2 separate regions of the Arabidopsis thaliana genome follow, and region 1 is linked to region 2. A link is a contact called in public ChIA-PET data. All regions are on one chromosome and are shown on one strand. Each heading gives the region's core, a stretch centred on a gene start, on an enhancer-like site or on the middle of the called end of the contact. The rest is flanking DNA. Distances are from core to core; before and after follow the strand shown.

The links. ChIA-PET counts read pairs in DNA pulled down with a chosen protein or histone mark.
Region 1: a contact with region 2 is called in an H3K4me3 ChIA-PET map of shoot, with 10 read pairs. The contact joins the promoter of AT3G07568 here to the promoter of AT3G07440 in region 2. A contact is called at or near these places in 3 of 26 Hi-C or Micro-C datasets (callus, leaf and root) and 1 of 2 datasets of contacts at active chromatin or transcription factors (shoot).

The regions. Positions count from the first base shown.
Region 1 is chr3:2,415,685-2,419,856 of TAIR10.1, forward strand. It overlaps AT3G07568 (fanconi anemia group D2 protein), which reads right to left and starts at 2,138. Exons shown (of 3, transcript NM_180204.2): 1 at 1,955-2,138; 2 at 1,785-1,865; 3 at 559-821. The coding sequence starts at 2,068. The coding sequence ends at 810. AT3G07570 (Cytochrome b561/ferric reductase transmembrane with DOMON related domain-containing protein) reads right to left here. Exons shown (of 4, transcript NM_111636.3): 2 at 3,859-4,172; 3 at 2,851-3,143; 4 at 2,365-2,751. The coding sequence ends at 2,521. It overlaps AT3G02015 (a long non-coding RNA gene), which reads left to right and starts at 801. Exons shown (of 1, transcript NR_140879.1): 1 at 801-1,053. AT3G07565 (histone H2A deubiquitinase (DUF3755)) reads left to right here. Exons shown (of 7, transcript NM_111635.4): 7 at 77-600. The coding sequence ends at 188.
Region 2 is chr3:2,379,308-2,383,964 of TAIR10.1, forward strand. It overlaps AT3G07440, which reads left to right and starts at 1,881. Exons shown (of 6, transcript NM_111623.4): 1 at 1,881-2,412; 2 at 2,517-2,677; 3 at 2,763-2,793; 4 at 2,943-3,045; 5 at 3,492-3,614; 6 at 3,694-4,062. The coding sequence starts at 2,104. The coding sequence ends at 3,595. YLMG1-1 (YGGT family protein) reads left to right here. Exons shown (of 1, transcript NM_111622.3): 1 at 1-1,122. The coding sequence ends at 642. AT3G07450 (Bifunctional inhibitor/lipid-transfer protein/seed storage 2S albumin superfamily protein) reads right to left here and starts at 4,630. Exons shown (of 1, transcript NM_111624.2): 1 at 4,135-4,630. The coding sequence starts at 4,623. The coding sequence ends at 4,303.

The DNA.
Region 1 (4,172 bases), core at 888-3,387, 37 kb after region 2:
TTCCAACAAAGTTTTCGAGCTATTATAGTGTATCAACTCAAATCTTAACGTGCTTTGCTGATTGAATGGATTGCAGCTTGAATGACATGCCAGAAGTTATGAAGCAGATGCCACCTCTTCCGGTGAAGTTGAATGAGGAGCTGGCAAATTCGATCCTCCCTCGCCCATCCCATCAAAGGAAGTCATGATCGAGGCGATAGATGGTTGGTTCTGACCAAGGAGTCTCTTTAATCCGGGATCAATGAAGAAAGGAATAAATCGCGGGATAGAGAGAGAGCTCCACTCGTACTGGTTGATAGAATGAGGGGTTTCCCCTGACTCATAGAGTTATAGTCTCTTTTTACAATTTCCGTCAGTCTCTGAATGTTTTAGCAAATGGTTAATTGATACATGAGTAGGGTCGCGTATCGTTGTTTAGGATGTGAATAGATTTCAATTGGTATGGTATAAGTCTCTCTGTATAAAATTGGTATCAAGCTGAAAGGTTTGAGATTAGAAAGGGCCTATATCCTAATGATGCACACCCGTGATGCATTTCTCTCATACAACCCCTTTTTTAGAATGAAACGAAAGTACTGAACCATTTCTTGTAATAATAAAGCCGACTGTTTTGTAACACAAATGTAAGTCTTGCTCGTAGCTTACAGAAGAAATCTCGAGTCAAAAGGTAAGTCAGTTTACAAAAACGAAAAGTTTTCTATTCAGAAGATTATTCCAAGCATCTTAGAAGTTCCAAGAGAAGATCGTAACTCTCTCACACATCAGCCAAGTCTTTGATTAATTTGCGCTGGTACCACTTGCAGGAGTCTTCAACTCTCAACCTACAAGAAGAAGCAATGGTGAGCAAGAAGTTGACCTAGTAAGAAAAAGGATACATAGTGTGAGAGTATGAAACTATTGTGAGATGCTTTCTTTTATGAAATCCTTTCATCCTACAACAGAGTGGAATTAATATATGATTGAACAAGTTGATCAAAATGTGAATGAATCGTTTCTAGGTACACAACACTATGAGCTACCACTAGTAATGTAACTTAAGAAGGTGTGAAACTGCTTTTGTTATTGAAATTCACCAAACTAGAGAGACTCTAAAGTCTCAAGCAATTTGTCCAACCAAACTCTAGAAAACTCAAGTTAATGGGCAACATTTTGTGGCTTATATAGGCAGTGGTGAAATCTCAATGTCTGAAACTAATTGTTCTTTCATGAGAAGCAGTACCAGCAAACTATAACACCTCTAGAAATTCTTGAATTCTCCGTAGACTAAACAATTGTGAAGAAATCAATGAACAATGAGAAGTAACCCACCAAACATAAGAGCTTGCTATGACATTCAGATCACGTGGATAGCTTGATTGATCAACCAGAGTTATGAGATCATCTCACTAACAAACAATCGTTTCAAGATGCATAACACTATGAGCTACTACTACCAATGTAACTTCATGTAAGCAGAAGGTGTGAAACTGCTTTTGTTATTGAAATTCTCAAGCAATTTGTCCAACCAAACTTTAGAAAACTTGTTAAGTAAATTGGCAACATTCTGTGGCTTATACAGGCAGTGGTGAAATTACTACGCTTGCTTGACCTCTCTAGAAATTCTTGAATTCTAAGTTGATTAAATATCAATGAACAATATCAATGTAACCAACCAAACAAAAAAGCTTTCTGTAAAACTCAGATCATATGAATAGCTTAATTTATCTAAAAGAGTAACGAGATTATCTCACTAGCAATCAAATCATAGTTACGAATGGAGGGAGAGAGGTAGAGAAAGAGCTGACCTGAGCTGGATTCGGGTTCTCATAACCACCAGACTCCAAACCTGATACTCTACCTTCCAGAGCACTGAATTTCTCCTTCATCTGCAGCATTGGAATTTTGTTAACGATTTGCAGGATATTCGAATGAAAACTTTCCCAAATGATGAATTTCTAAAACATTGAAAATTTACATCAGAAGAAATAGCGAAACGTTCGGCATAGAGATCACGCCACACGATATGAGCAATGGAACCTCCGGTCACGGAAAAACCAAGCGTAAACCAGAGAAGGCGAGTTCTCAACATCTCTTTCTTCTTCTTCTTCCAATTTCTGCAATGTCTCTGAATCTCTCTGACGCATTACCGAGTCGTCAACCATTTTTTCTTTTTGATATGGGCCTTTATATTGGCCCATTAGTTTGCTAAAACAAACTAAAGCATTTAAGTTTTTTAATTGAGATGGGCCTTTCTTATATAGAAGTCCAAGCATTTAACTAGTAAAAATGTCTATCGTGGCCCAAAAGACCGTGAAGGTCCGTAGTTGATAGGATATGAAGCAGATTATAATTTTGTAAATAGTGAAAAAAAAAAAAAAACATTATACACAAATTAATTCTTGTATCAACAAATAGACCTTCAAAAAAAAAAAAAAACATATCATTCAAATGATTAGTCAATAACATGTTCAATACATCACACTGTCCTAACCAAGATAAATATGGTTGCAAGACAATAAAGAGAGATCATTTAAATAAAAGTTACTTTTTCAAGAACTTTCTAACTTCTAATCCAATAGCCGTCAAGGCCAAGACCGCGACCGCAAAACCGTAACCACCATTCCAACTAGTTCCAGCTTTAGCCAAATGAATACCGTAGAAGATGTTAGAAATAGCCAGTATGATCAGAAGTCTTCCTATGTTATGATGATACCAATTCCAATATTTTCTGTATTTCGATTGCTTATCCGGCCGAGCTAGCAATGCCAGCATCTGAAATATCAATAAACAAAACCATGTAAACATATAATCGTCTTGGGTGTTCTTCGCAGTATATACTTCAAATTTTTGAGTGTTATTAGGAAGACGAACCTGAAGAACGCCCATGACAAGTATGGTTATCCCGAGGCCTTTGTGCTTGGAAACATTATTGGCCTTGAGCCGGTTTTCAAGAACCAAACCGCAAATGACACCAGTTAAACCGAGGAGAAAACCAGTGGTTTGGAGAGCGATATGGGCATAGAACCAAGTGGGGTCCCATTGCTTCATATGTCGAGCCACTATGGCGCCAACGATAATCAATATTCCCCAGCCGAACATGTTCATTAGCCCATGTGTCTTCTTTAGCTTAGAGTGTGGTGAAACTTTAACCACACTTTGCGAACCTTTTACATTCATCAATGGAAAACCAAAACATAAATTAGTCCAAGCAACTACGAAACAAGAAGAATTTCTAGATTCTAATACAAACTCATGTTCTTTTATTAAGTTTTGTACCCTCCATATCTTGAAAATTTTTAACACTAAGTTTTACTCATGAAAAAGTTAATCTGTTTTTTCACTGCATCTCACAATCATCAAATCAAACAAACCAAAATAGACAATGATGAGATATTAAAAACAAAAGACCTGTACATCATTTTGTTTTGTCTTTATTACCCGAAATATTGTTGAATTGCCATTTGGTACAAAAATCAACTAAAACTTAATTACTACTCCAAGCTACAGCATCTAGACTTCTAGAGAGTCCCATAATCTCATAATGTGGCTAAATAAATTCAATCGTGTTTTTTGACCAAAAAAAATACAATAAGAAAATTGGAAATTAGTGTTTTGGAAACTATATGAGTAGTAGTAGCAGTAGTTGGGCAGGGTCGGTATAATGTGAAAATGACTCCAACAAAGAATAATGGTACAATCTTGAACCAGTTCCTAATCGTCATCATCGCATGTGTTTAATTTGTTTTGAATTAACTTAGAAAAATATTATGTTGTTGGAAGGCTTACCAAACTAGTGGAGATATAAAATGATTAAGCAGTCAAATAATGGATTAATTCAAGATTGACTTTAAATAATTAGTCAAGCTGGGTTTTGCTTACCTGTATTATAATTGATGGTCGTGGTGGTCACGAAGCGGTGCTCTCTCAACCTAAAATCCGGCGAAGATGGGAAGAATCCGGCAGGTCCCACAGCGTAAAGAAGACTCTGCCGCGGCAGCGTCGCCGTCAATTGAAATCTCATGTAAAGACGCGACGACACTGATTCGATCTTCAACGAGCCGTTGACGATCGTTAGATCTCCTTGGTCAGGATTAACCTCTCCGGGAGATTTCCCACCGAGCAAGTACGGTTTCACAGTCCCGGAACCGCCGTCGGAAGGTATCCAACCAACGATCGCGCTGCTTCCGATCATC
Region 2 (4,657 bases), core at 631-3,130:
ACAAGCCCTAGATTCCATGGCTTCACCAATCAACCACCACCAGCTCGTCTCTTCTTTCCTCTTAACCCCTTCCCTTCTCTATCAATCCAAAACCCTAAATCCATCCGAATTTCCGCATCCGCTTCGCCGATAACAACACCAATCCTCCAGACGGAGAAGTCAACAGCTCGGTCATCGACACTCACCGGGTCCACTCGGTCTCTCGCTACTCTCGCGGCTTTAGCAATCGCTGTAACCAGAGTCCTAGCTCAGAAACTCTCTCTCGCAATCCAGACTTCAAGTCCCGTAATCGCCGACGGGTTACGATTCTCTCTCAGTACCGCCGGACCTGTCTTCTTCGCGTCTCTCCGGGATCGTCCTCCGGGATACTTGAACACGCCGCTGACGGTTGTTGCGGTGGGGATAAAGAAGTGGCTAGACATTTACAGTGGGGTATTGATGGTTAGGGTTTTGCTGAGTTGGTTCCCTAATATCCCTTGGGAAAGACAGCCTTTGTCTGCCATTAGAGATCTCTGTGATCCTTACTTGAATCTCTTCAGAAACATCATTCCTCCTATCTTCGATACGCTTGATGTTAGTCCATTGCTTGCTTTCGCGGTTCTTGGTACACTTGGATCGATTGTTCATGGCAGCACTGGGTAGAAATTGGAAGACTTGAGCTAATGGTTTTGTTGAAACGTTCAATTGGGAAATTTCTGCAACTTGTTTCCCAAGATTAGGGAAAAATCAGAATTTGATGCTGTGTTGGATGCTCGATGAGAGTTGTGAGCTTTATCGTTTTTGTTGTTCTCTTTTTGACTTTGATTCTGAATAATGAGATTTTGGGTTGTTGTTTATCTCCTAATTACATGTTCAGACTACCGTTTATTGATGGATTATCTGCGTTCTCTCAACTGTTGACATTGATTAAGAACCAGAAAGTTAAGTATTGTAGAAGAATAGGCATGTTGTGTTATCTGCATTATTTTTAGATTTTCGATATCTAGTTTAATATGTAGTAGAATTTATCATTTGTATCTAATCCAGATGATGACATGTATGTGAATCTGGCATGAGATTTGAGGTGTTTGGAGATAAGTTCAGTATTTGCGTGTAACACCTTGTCCTAGGCCGAGAACATGGTGTTCTTTAATGTTACTTCTTCTTCTTCGTTGGTTAATAAAATGTTTAGTGTGGATAGAATTGGTATAGAGTTTTGAGTAGAGTTCAGAGTCTTATTGTTTAGGCAAAAGCAAGTTCAAGGTTTCATTGAAACTCCAAGGGAATAAGTAATCTTAAGTTCAAGGTTTCAATGACACTGTTTCTCGAGGAAAGAAAGAAAGAAATCAGACTCTTTGGAGTTTCAATAAAAGGTCAATGAAAGAAAGAAAGAAACTAGAAGTTTGAATTGGATCACACCATTTGCCAATTCAATTATAAAATTATGTACGATCTGACAAAATCAAACTCGTTGAACTCTAACATGACCAAAATCTCCCCAAATCCAAATACCGTAATCAGACATGGTCATCATACAATGCGAAAAAAATAGTACAACCGAGTTAGATTCAATTTCGGTTCATAACCGGTTTAGAAACCGTAATCGGACAATGGACATGGTCTCATCACAGTGCAGTTAATCTTTGAACTACAATCTTACAAAATCACACAAGTTCGTTAAGTTCTAACCAGACCCGGCCCAATTGGGTAGGGCAAGGTGCAAGTGTATAAGGCTCATTTCCTTTTTAAAAACAATTCATATAAGACCCAATATTTTTTAAAAATACAGTAAAGATCCAATTTTGTTTTTATTATGAATCTAGAGCCCAAAACAATTAAAACTGTAACATAATGAAAAGTCCAAAGCAAAAAAACACAAGTTTTTTCCCTAATACTTTTATATTTATTGGGCCGGGGCTGGCTCTATCATGACTAAACTCAACCTCAAATCCAGAAATCGTAACCAGACATGAAATCACAAGAGAATTAGGAAAACCGAGTAACGTTCAATTTCGGTTCATAACTGGTTTAGAAAGCAGCTCTGGTATAGGTCGTTTTAGCTTCCCGACTTCACTTCTAATCTCAGACTCTGCGACGCTCTTTACAAACCGCCGGAAAACCGCCATGAACTTTGTCGTCAGACGGGTAGGCTCCATTTTGCCGTCGATACGTCACGGCGGCGTTTCCCAGATTCGACTCGCGAGAACAGAGGCAGGTCAGCCGAGACGGCGAAACAAGTTGCCTTCTCTTCCGCTAAAGAAGAAGGAAGAGAAATCCGAGTGGTGGATAGTAGACGGAGAGATGCACGAGATCGGTGATCACGTCCCTCCTCGTGAGCGTTTCACAATCCCCAGGGACAACATTCCGAACAAACGCCGTAAGCAGCTCCGTGACCAGTTCATGCGCCGCACTCGCCTCGTCCTTAAAGAATCGGTCAGTTCCTTTCACAAAGTTTAAGTTTTTTCAATCTTCACTGTTTAATTGTTCTGTGTTGTAGTTCAATTGGAAAAAAATCTGTTAAACCATTGCAATGATAGGAACATGAGCCATGGTGCAAAAAGTATATGGAACTATATAACGAGCTTAGAGAAAACTGGGAGAGGCTTTATTGGGATGAAGGGTATTCAAAGAAACTCGCAAGTGATCATGCAAATTATGAATCCGCTGAAGAAGACGATGAAGATTTTAATCCATACAGGTTTAATCCCTGACTATATTCTTATAATGATATTTAGGTGTGGATGGGTGGTTTTGTGATTGGTTGATCTTCTTAATCATTGCAGGAACAGGCGGTCTTTCAGCGATCAAACAAAGGTAACAACTTTATTATGTTTTTTGTAGTGAGTAGATTTGAGATCTTGTTGTGGTTCACTTCTGTCTAATTTCATTGTTTTCCCTGATTTTGTTTTGTGTTATCTGTAAAACTTGAGTCTGATTTTTGTGAGAATCGGAAATGAAAGCAGGAGCAAGGGTTTAATAGAACTACACAAGGTGATAATTGGGAGAAAGTCAGTCAAATCAGGGATAAGTTTGAGTATGATAGAGAAAGGAGGATGAGAGATAAAGGTGAGTTTTCATCACCAACATAAGTGTAATGGTACTTTTATATACTCTTCAGCATTTTACTGCATGAACTGATGAACAGAATTAGTTTGAAAATTATTTGGTGTAATGGAAAGTTAAAGTTGCATCATCATCATGTGCTCTGTTTTGTTGAATAGGAACTCTTAACATATTATTACCTGAAATATATCAGAAAATTGGGGAAATGCTTTAAAACATGTCGTTTGCAAATTGAAGAGAGGTAAATAGATAAGATAGAGCGCAAGGGATGAATTTAGATGAATGTCGCTTATTGTCTACCATCTTGACCGTGTATATTTGACATGCTAATTGAGCCGAGCATCTTGCATGAATCTAGCTAGAGTCATGTGGTGGGTGATATGTGTGTGCTGTATTCTGCTTTTACTGTAGTTTCTCAGCTGTCTTGAACAATCTCTCTGTCGTTGCAGCCTTTGCACCAATGAATGCAGCACCAGAATCTCAAGAATCTAGGGACTTGAATTGGAATGCACAAAGACGGCCATTTGATCCTGATAGATTCGCAAGGGATTGAATACCCTTAACATCACATGGTGAGAGCAAGTAGATGAAATGGAGCTTGACGTTACTTGTACTCTATATAAATATCCAATGTTTTTTCTCTGATTTCAGGTAGAGCAGGCGAAGAATGAGCAGGCTGCTCTGAAGAAATAGAATAATATAAGTTTGTGTTTAGTTTTTACTTTATGCAGTGAATATACTTTCATGTAAGCAAATTGCGTGCTGCAGATTTTTCCAAGTTTTACTGTATTAGTTTATATAGAGAGGCGCCGTATTGCTCTCTCCACCCAACGACACCAAAATAAACGAAATGTGAGGTTAACCCACAAAGTCCGATGCAACTAGATGCTAGGAAAAGGCTGCAGAACCATATGCGTATAGAAACTGAGAATGTTTTGTATGTGTAAGTGCGAAACAACAAGTCAAGTGAAATATTAGCTGCATATGAAGATACAAGCTGATGCAGCGCACCTTTAGTAGTTTTAGGGATTTTATCAAACACTCGTATTGGGAGTGTTCGACAAGTAACGGGTTTTAGTTTTATTTTACTTAGCGTTTCCTTTATTGAAGGGAAAATTACCCATCTCTTGTAGATTACATTAGGATTATTCTTCTAGGTTTTATCTGTATCTCTTATATATAGTGATCCTAAAGAAACTTTGTCATTTTGTGATTTTCTAGAGAAATTATTCCAAATAACTGATAACAAGAGACATGAAATTAATTACATGGAAGAAAATTGGCAGAACATTTTCCAGGTAAATGGAGAGCGAGGGTCCGGTCAACGCCAACGATGGGTGGTCCCTTGGCAAGAACGCATAAACAAGGTTGACCAAGTGTCTTGATGGCAGCGCAACATAGCCCGTTCGGAGGCAATGTGCTAAACGGAGCCACTGATGGTCTACACGGCACTAGCTGAATCAAAGCCGACAAAAATGTACGACCACATGGGTGTCCCAGCGTCTCTCTCACCAGACCTGACTGGACCATAACCATAAGTAACATCACTGTAAAAACCTGACTCTTTTTCATTACAATCATCCCTTTTTCTTTTTGTGACAATGTCTTGTACAAA